Regions from separate parts of the Rattus norvegicus genome. Here region 1 is linked to region 2. Evidence: chromatin contacts called from public Hi-C data. All regions are on one chromosome and are shown on one strand. Each heading gives the region's core, a stretch centred on a gene start, on an enhancer-like site or on the middle of the called end of the contact. The rest is flanking DNA. Distances are from core to core; before and after follow the strand shown. Region 1 has its middle 260 kb from the start of Rnu6-760. Region 2 overlaps Sulf2 (sulfatase 2).

Evidence for each region. A called contact is a pair of places that touch in the nucleus more often than the background predicts.
Region 1: a Hi-C map of Schwann cells shows a contact between it and region 2, with 4 times the contacts expected there. The contact joins two enhancer-like sites. A contact is called at or near these places in 8 of 12 Hi-C or Micro-C datasets (Schwann cells, frontal cortex, hepatocytes and 4 more) and 1 of 1 datasets of contacts at active chromatin or transcription factors (oligodendrocytes).

Annotation. Positions count from the first base shown.
Region 1 is chr3:175,600,694-175,603,615 of GRCr8, reverse strand. No RefSeq gene overlaps it. Among named protein-coding and RNA genes, the nearest start is that of Rnu6-760, 260 kb to the left of the region's middle. Within about 2 kb of position 1,570, at least 8 of the 93 cell types and tissues checked have an H3K27ac peak or open chromatin away from gene starts, as enhancers often do. A contact at or near this core is called in Schwann cells, where this site is marked.
Region 2 is chr3:175,308,061-175,310,930 of GRCr8, reverse strand. All of the region lies in intron 1 of Sulf2 (sulfatase 2), which reads left to right. Among named protein-coding and RNA genes, the nearest start is that of Sulf2, 14 kb to the left of the region's middle. Within about 2 kb of position 1,325, at least 20 of the 93 cell types and tissues checked have an H3K27ac peak or open chromatin away from gene starts, as enhancers often do. A contact at or near this core is called in Schwann cells, where this site is marked.

The DNA.
Region 1 (2,922 bases), core at 321-2,820, 290 kb before region 2:
GCATATGTATGTTGGTTGATATTGGGTATCCTCTACAACTCCCAATTATAGACAGGGCTGCTCACTGAGTTGCGAGGTCTCTGGTTCGGCTAGTCTAGCCTGCCAGCCTGCTCTAGGAATCTCCTCTCTCAGGCCCATAAGTGTTTGACTATCAGGCGGCTGCCACGTTTACTCAGTTTTTAAGTAGGTTTTAGGACCTGAATTCTAGTCTTCACACTTTTGTGGCCAGTCCCTGTCCACAGAGCCGTCCCCCACGCCCAGTAACATTCATTGATAGATAAAACTTTCACTTACGCTAAGGGGGAAAATTCAAAACTTGGGCGGTTATCCTGCGTTGTTAGGACCACGAGGAAATGTACGTTCCAGACAATTGCCGCCGGAAGCCAAATTGTGCTACACCAACAGGGGCCATCCCTGTGAAGTACAAGCGCTCTTGGTCTCCGTGCCAGCACTCTGGCTCCTGTGTCCTCCTCCTGTGGGTTCCCACGTCTAGATACTGACGACCAAGATCATACATCACAGCTTTGTTGGTGGGAACCATAGACAGAGACAATATGAACATCCCTCTGTGGGAGGCTGATTAAAAATAAAACTCAAACTAAACAAAGACAGTGGGATACGAGCGTCCTGTGGGAGCCTGAAACGGGGAAAGCGCAGATGGGGGGGGGGGGCGGTTTCATTATTTTTTGCGCATAGGCGAAGTGCCACGTGACATCAAGATGTGAAGCCGCTCATTGCGTTTTTGCTGCATGTAGTGCCATGTACAGCCAGTCGCAAAGCGACGCTCCCTGTTGTGTATGTATTCGCAGAACAAAGTAGGGCGGGGGATACACTGGAAAACTATCAGAGTGACCTACAGGGGGCAGCAGAGTCCTGGGGTCGGAGTAGCCTATTCTCTCTAATAAAGTTGTATCTGTTTTTAATGTGTGTGCTTGCACACCTGAATTTGGGTGCCCACAGATAACTGAAAGGACCCTTGGACCCCTGGAGCTGGAGTTACAGTGTGTTGTGAGCCTCCTGATGTGGACGCTGGGAACTGAACTTTAGTCCTCTGCAAGAGCGGTGAGCGCTCTTGACTGCTGAGCCCTCTCTCCAGCGCCAAATGTAACATTTCATAGCATTGTCTCTGTGGTTTGGTTTGGTTTTGTTTCCAGCCGGTGGGGTGTAGCTCAGGCTGTTTGCAAACTCCCAGTGTAACAGAGGATGACCTCAAATTCCTCTCATCCTCCTGTCTCTACTTCTCGACTACAGGAACTACAAGTGAGTGTCCCTGCACCCTGTTTATACAGTGCTGGGACATGAACAGTGTTTGTACATGCTCGGCAAGCACTCTACCAACTGCGAGCGCTAAGCTGCCTGAATGAATTGCCAAGCAAAAGCTGAGATGGGTGGTTTGTAACAACCATCTCTTTCAAGTTGAATCATGTTAGGGTCAAACAGTACTTGGAGTCTGTGGAGGTCGGGGCTGGGGAAGACCTTGTGGTTTTTCCGATCAGGATACATAGGACACAGCGACCACTCTTAGCCTCTGGTGCTGTCTGCTGCTGACCTTTTGATTGGATTCAGAACACCACCCAGGCAGCCTTGGAGAAGCAAGAGCCGAACCATTAAGACAACGATCTCATTGTGCTTCACAGAGATGACGGCCAGCCAGCTTATGGCTTTGTGTTCAGAAAGATGGCCGCTGAGCTGAGCTGGAAAACCGAGCCTAATAGGAGAGAGACAGAAACAGCAGCCAGGAACACAAACAGCGCTGAGAGACTTCAATCGCTGTGGGAAGCAAGGAGGTCAAGTTCATGCCTCCGCCCATCGTTTTTGACATCACCGTACTTTTACCGAGTGAGGGCGATTGGAAATGAGGTCTCTGTTCAAAGAAGCCACTGAGCAGGTAGCTCCACCTGGGGGTCTCTTAGCAACTCGTGCTGCCACCGTATGTCTTGGTGTTTGCATTTCGTACTAAGGCCCCCGGCTCCCTGCACATGTTGGAGCAAGCAAACTCTGTCTGTTTGGTCCTCAGACTGCAGGGCGAGTGCATGCTCTCATCTGGACTAGGTATGTTCAGTGTGGGTCTGTTTGCCTCTCTAATCACTAGGCTTACCTTTTTTCGTGTGTTGCCGAGGATGGAATCCAGGTCTTGCCACATGCTAGGCAAGTGCTCTGCACCCCTGGCTGTCTCCAACGTGGCCCAGTTTGAGCAATGGACCATCCGCTCACCCATAAGCTGTCGATATGGGTCAAGGATGGCAGAAGATGTGTGCTGCGAGGTGCTTTGTGACCTCCTAGTGCCTTTATCAATAGGAGGGCGAAGGATGTGGCTCACATATAAAGTGTTTGCTTTATAGCAACAAGGGACTAAGCTCAGCTCCACAGCACCCACTCAAAAGCCGTATGTGGTAGCCATGGCTACAATATAGTGGTGGGGGGTGGTTTGGGCAGAGACAAGAGGATCCCGGGAATGCACTGGCCAGCCAGCCTAGGTAATTGGCAAGCTCCACGTCAAGTGGAGGCCTTGTTTCATAAATACGGTGAAAACAACTGGGGAAGAGACCAGATGTCGACCTCTGGCCTCCACACGCACAGACACACACGTGTGCACGTAAGACCACTCCCTCGAGTGTTCTCTAATACATTCCTTCAGGACTGAACAAGGCTCCCGTGTGTCTCATCCTATCACCTTCACCCGACTGCAGATGCAAATCTCAATTCTAATGAGTCTAAGAGTCTGAGTGTGCGAGGCTTCGGGGCTTCTTGCAAATGCAGGCACTTCAAGGTGATCTCAGGGCTGACTGGCATCAATCTTAGGAAAATAATGAAACCTTCTTGGTGCAGCACAGATGCTTATAGGCTTCTCAGCAGGGGCAACAAATAAAAAGATATTTATTCAAAAAATGTGATGGTCCAGAAGGCTTCTGGGATGAGCGC
Region 2 (2,870 bases), core at 76-2,575:
CCCCTGGAAGAACAGCCAGTGCTCCTAACCACTGAGCCATCTTGCCAACCCCTTCCTCCTCTTTGAACATTTAATTTTTTAGTTACTCGTATGGGTGTGGGGCTTGTGTGTGTGAAGGCAGTGCCTACACAGGCATAAGGCATAGGATCCCTCGTGAGCGGCCCAGTGTAGGTGCTGGGAACCGAACTCACGCCTTCTGGAAGAGTATCATGTGCTCTGAACCACTGAGCCATCTCCAGCCCCAGGTCCTTCATCTGCGCCCATGTCCCCAACCGTAGGCAAAGGACACCGCAAACAGGAGTGTCTTTTCCCTAAAACAACCAGATAACACTGAAGCCTCTTGCAAGGCAAGCCTTCCTAGGGCTGCCTCTCCAGGTCACATCCCACGCTGTGTGAGGTTTGCTGAGCACCTTGACTCTTACAAACAAGGCGGGGGTGTTGGAAACAAAAGCAATGGAGAGAAATTAATGTTTTCCCGAACTTCAGATACAAAAGCTATTTCTGTCTTTCCCAGACCTGACTGGGGAGGTTCACTGTCAGGAAAGATTGGCAAGACAGCCTGGTACCCTACCCCAGCGTGCCTACGGCAGAGGCAGGCAGGTCACCGCTGGGTGGACGCAGGAAATTCCAGACCAGACAGTACCAGACAGCAAGATCCTTCTCCATCTGAAAACCAGAAACAACGTCTAGCCTGGTTGGCCCTGCCCGGCATGTATAGAGCCCAGCACTGCATAAACACCGAGTGGTGGTGCCTGCCTGCAATCCTATTGCTCAGGCAATGGGAACAGGAAGTTCAAGGTTACCCTTGGTGAGTTCAAGGCCAGCCTGGGCTATGTGAGACTTTACCCTTAACTCGCACCTGCCAACCCTTCTCGGCCTCCAGATCCTGGTATCATGGCTTTCGCCCTACTGAATCATACAAGAATTTAGAGATAACTGGGGACCTTCAGGTTACCCAGAGTTCCTTGGGCTCTGAGGAACCTCTGGAATGGGCATAAGACAAGCTTATGTTCCAACAGACAGGCAGCTCTCACTGCCCAGCAGGGCAGGGACACTGAGGTGATGGCCTGTGGGCCACCACACTATGTGTGTTTGAGGAGGGCCAAGGAGCCTGGTGTGTTCATCCATAGTGTGACCTTTAGTCACTCCATGGAGAGGCGAGGCTCGTGTCCTATGCCCTCAGACCAACCCGGCTACATCACACACATCAAGGGGATGAAGGGCAAGAATTCGAAGCCACTGAAGGGAACAAGCAGCTCCCTCAGTCACTGGACACCCAGCTTTGGAGCCCTCTCTTGGCCCCGCCCCGAGTCCGCCAGAAGCAGGACACATGCAGGCTCAGCAGCCAGCCTTGCTGGCCATGCCTACAAACAGAGCAGAGAACAGCCATTCTTCCTGAGTCTGACAAAAACAAGGGAGTTTGACTCATGTCCCAGAAGGGTCGGTGGGGAAACTGACCTTGATTAAAAGAGAGCAGAATGTGGGTGGCAGAGAGATAGCTCAGCGGTTAAGAGCACTGACTGCTTTTCCAGAGGTCCTGAGTTCAAATCCCAGCAACCACATAGTGGCTCACCATTGTCTGGTGTATCTGAAGACAGATACAGTGTGTGTGTACGAGATCGCACGTGCGCATGTGTGTGTGTGGCGGGGAGGGCAGAGAAACTCACAGCTGAAGGAGGAAATGGAATCTATTGAGCCTAAATGAGGGAACCAAGAAGCCAGCCTTCTTCCTCCAAGCTTAGCTAGAACAAGCCTCCTAATGTCACTGGCTTGTGCCACTTCTCAGAACTGGCCTCTTCCTGTGTTGGCTTCCTTTTCCACTCCACAGGTGGCAAGATAGTGACAGGACTCTGTTTTTGTAGAATGTGTTCCTCTTCCTGACCAGTCAGGCCAATGCACCTACACTCTGATTAGTGAGTCACTGAGGCAGGGGGATTGAACAACCCTGCTTGGTTCAGGTCTTGATCTCATGGTCTAACCTTAGACCTCTGTAGCTGCACCTAAACAAACATTCTGGACCAAAGGCAGGGAAAATGGATGCTCAAACGAAACCTAGGTGCTGTTGCTGGGTAGCCCAGAGCCAGCAGATGAGACTTGACAACGTTGACTGGGCCTTTGTTGCATACAAATCTACTTCTAAGGGTCCTTAGCCATTTCACCCTCTCAGCTCTATGCAGTGGATGCTGTCACTTCTCCCACTTTATAGATGGAGAGATACCAAGACCCTAAGAAATGACACGTCACCGATATCCAGTGGGCAGCAGAGCTGGTTCAAACCTGGGCAGTCAGTTCCAGATCACAGGGTACCCCACTCCTCTCAGGGTGCTCCCTGCTGCCTCGCCCCACCCACCCACCATTGTGGACTGCCCTGCTCACCCACCCTCCAGCCCCCCACCTGCTCTGTGGGAGCAGGGATTTGGGTGCAGCTTTCTCTGGGCACGCAGCCGATGTGCCGGTGTGTGACTGCTGGGGTCCCACAGTCTGTCCACCACCACTTCTTTGGCACACTGACGGTCTGGACACTCCACTTCCCAAGACTTTGCACGTGATGTCTCTAGCCTCTCTCTGAGCTCAAGCTGGGATCGAGGGTCTTGGTGCCATCTCCCATCCTGTCTGCTGCCCCCTCCTGGAGATTCCACTGGCTTCTAGTGTGTCAGCTTGTTAGAATGTCAGTACCACAAGGGCAGGGACTTTGCTTCACAGTACTGAGAACTGCGCCTGGCATACAGGCCTTCCAGAACGTTCTGGAGCCTCAATGTTTTTGCAGCTGGCTGTCATTCCTGCTGGAGCTTTGGGTCCACTTCTCCTTGTTTACTTCTTGCCCGAGTTACCTGCCCAGATGCTGAGCTCTGTGTTGAGATCAGGCCTCC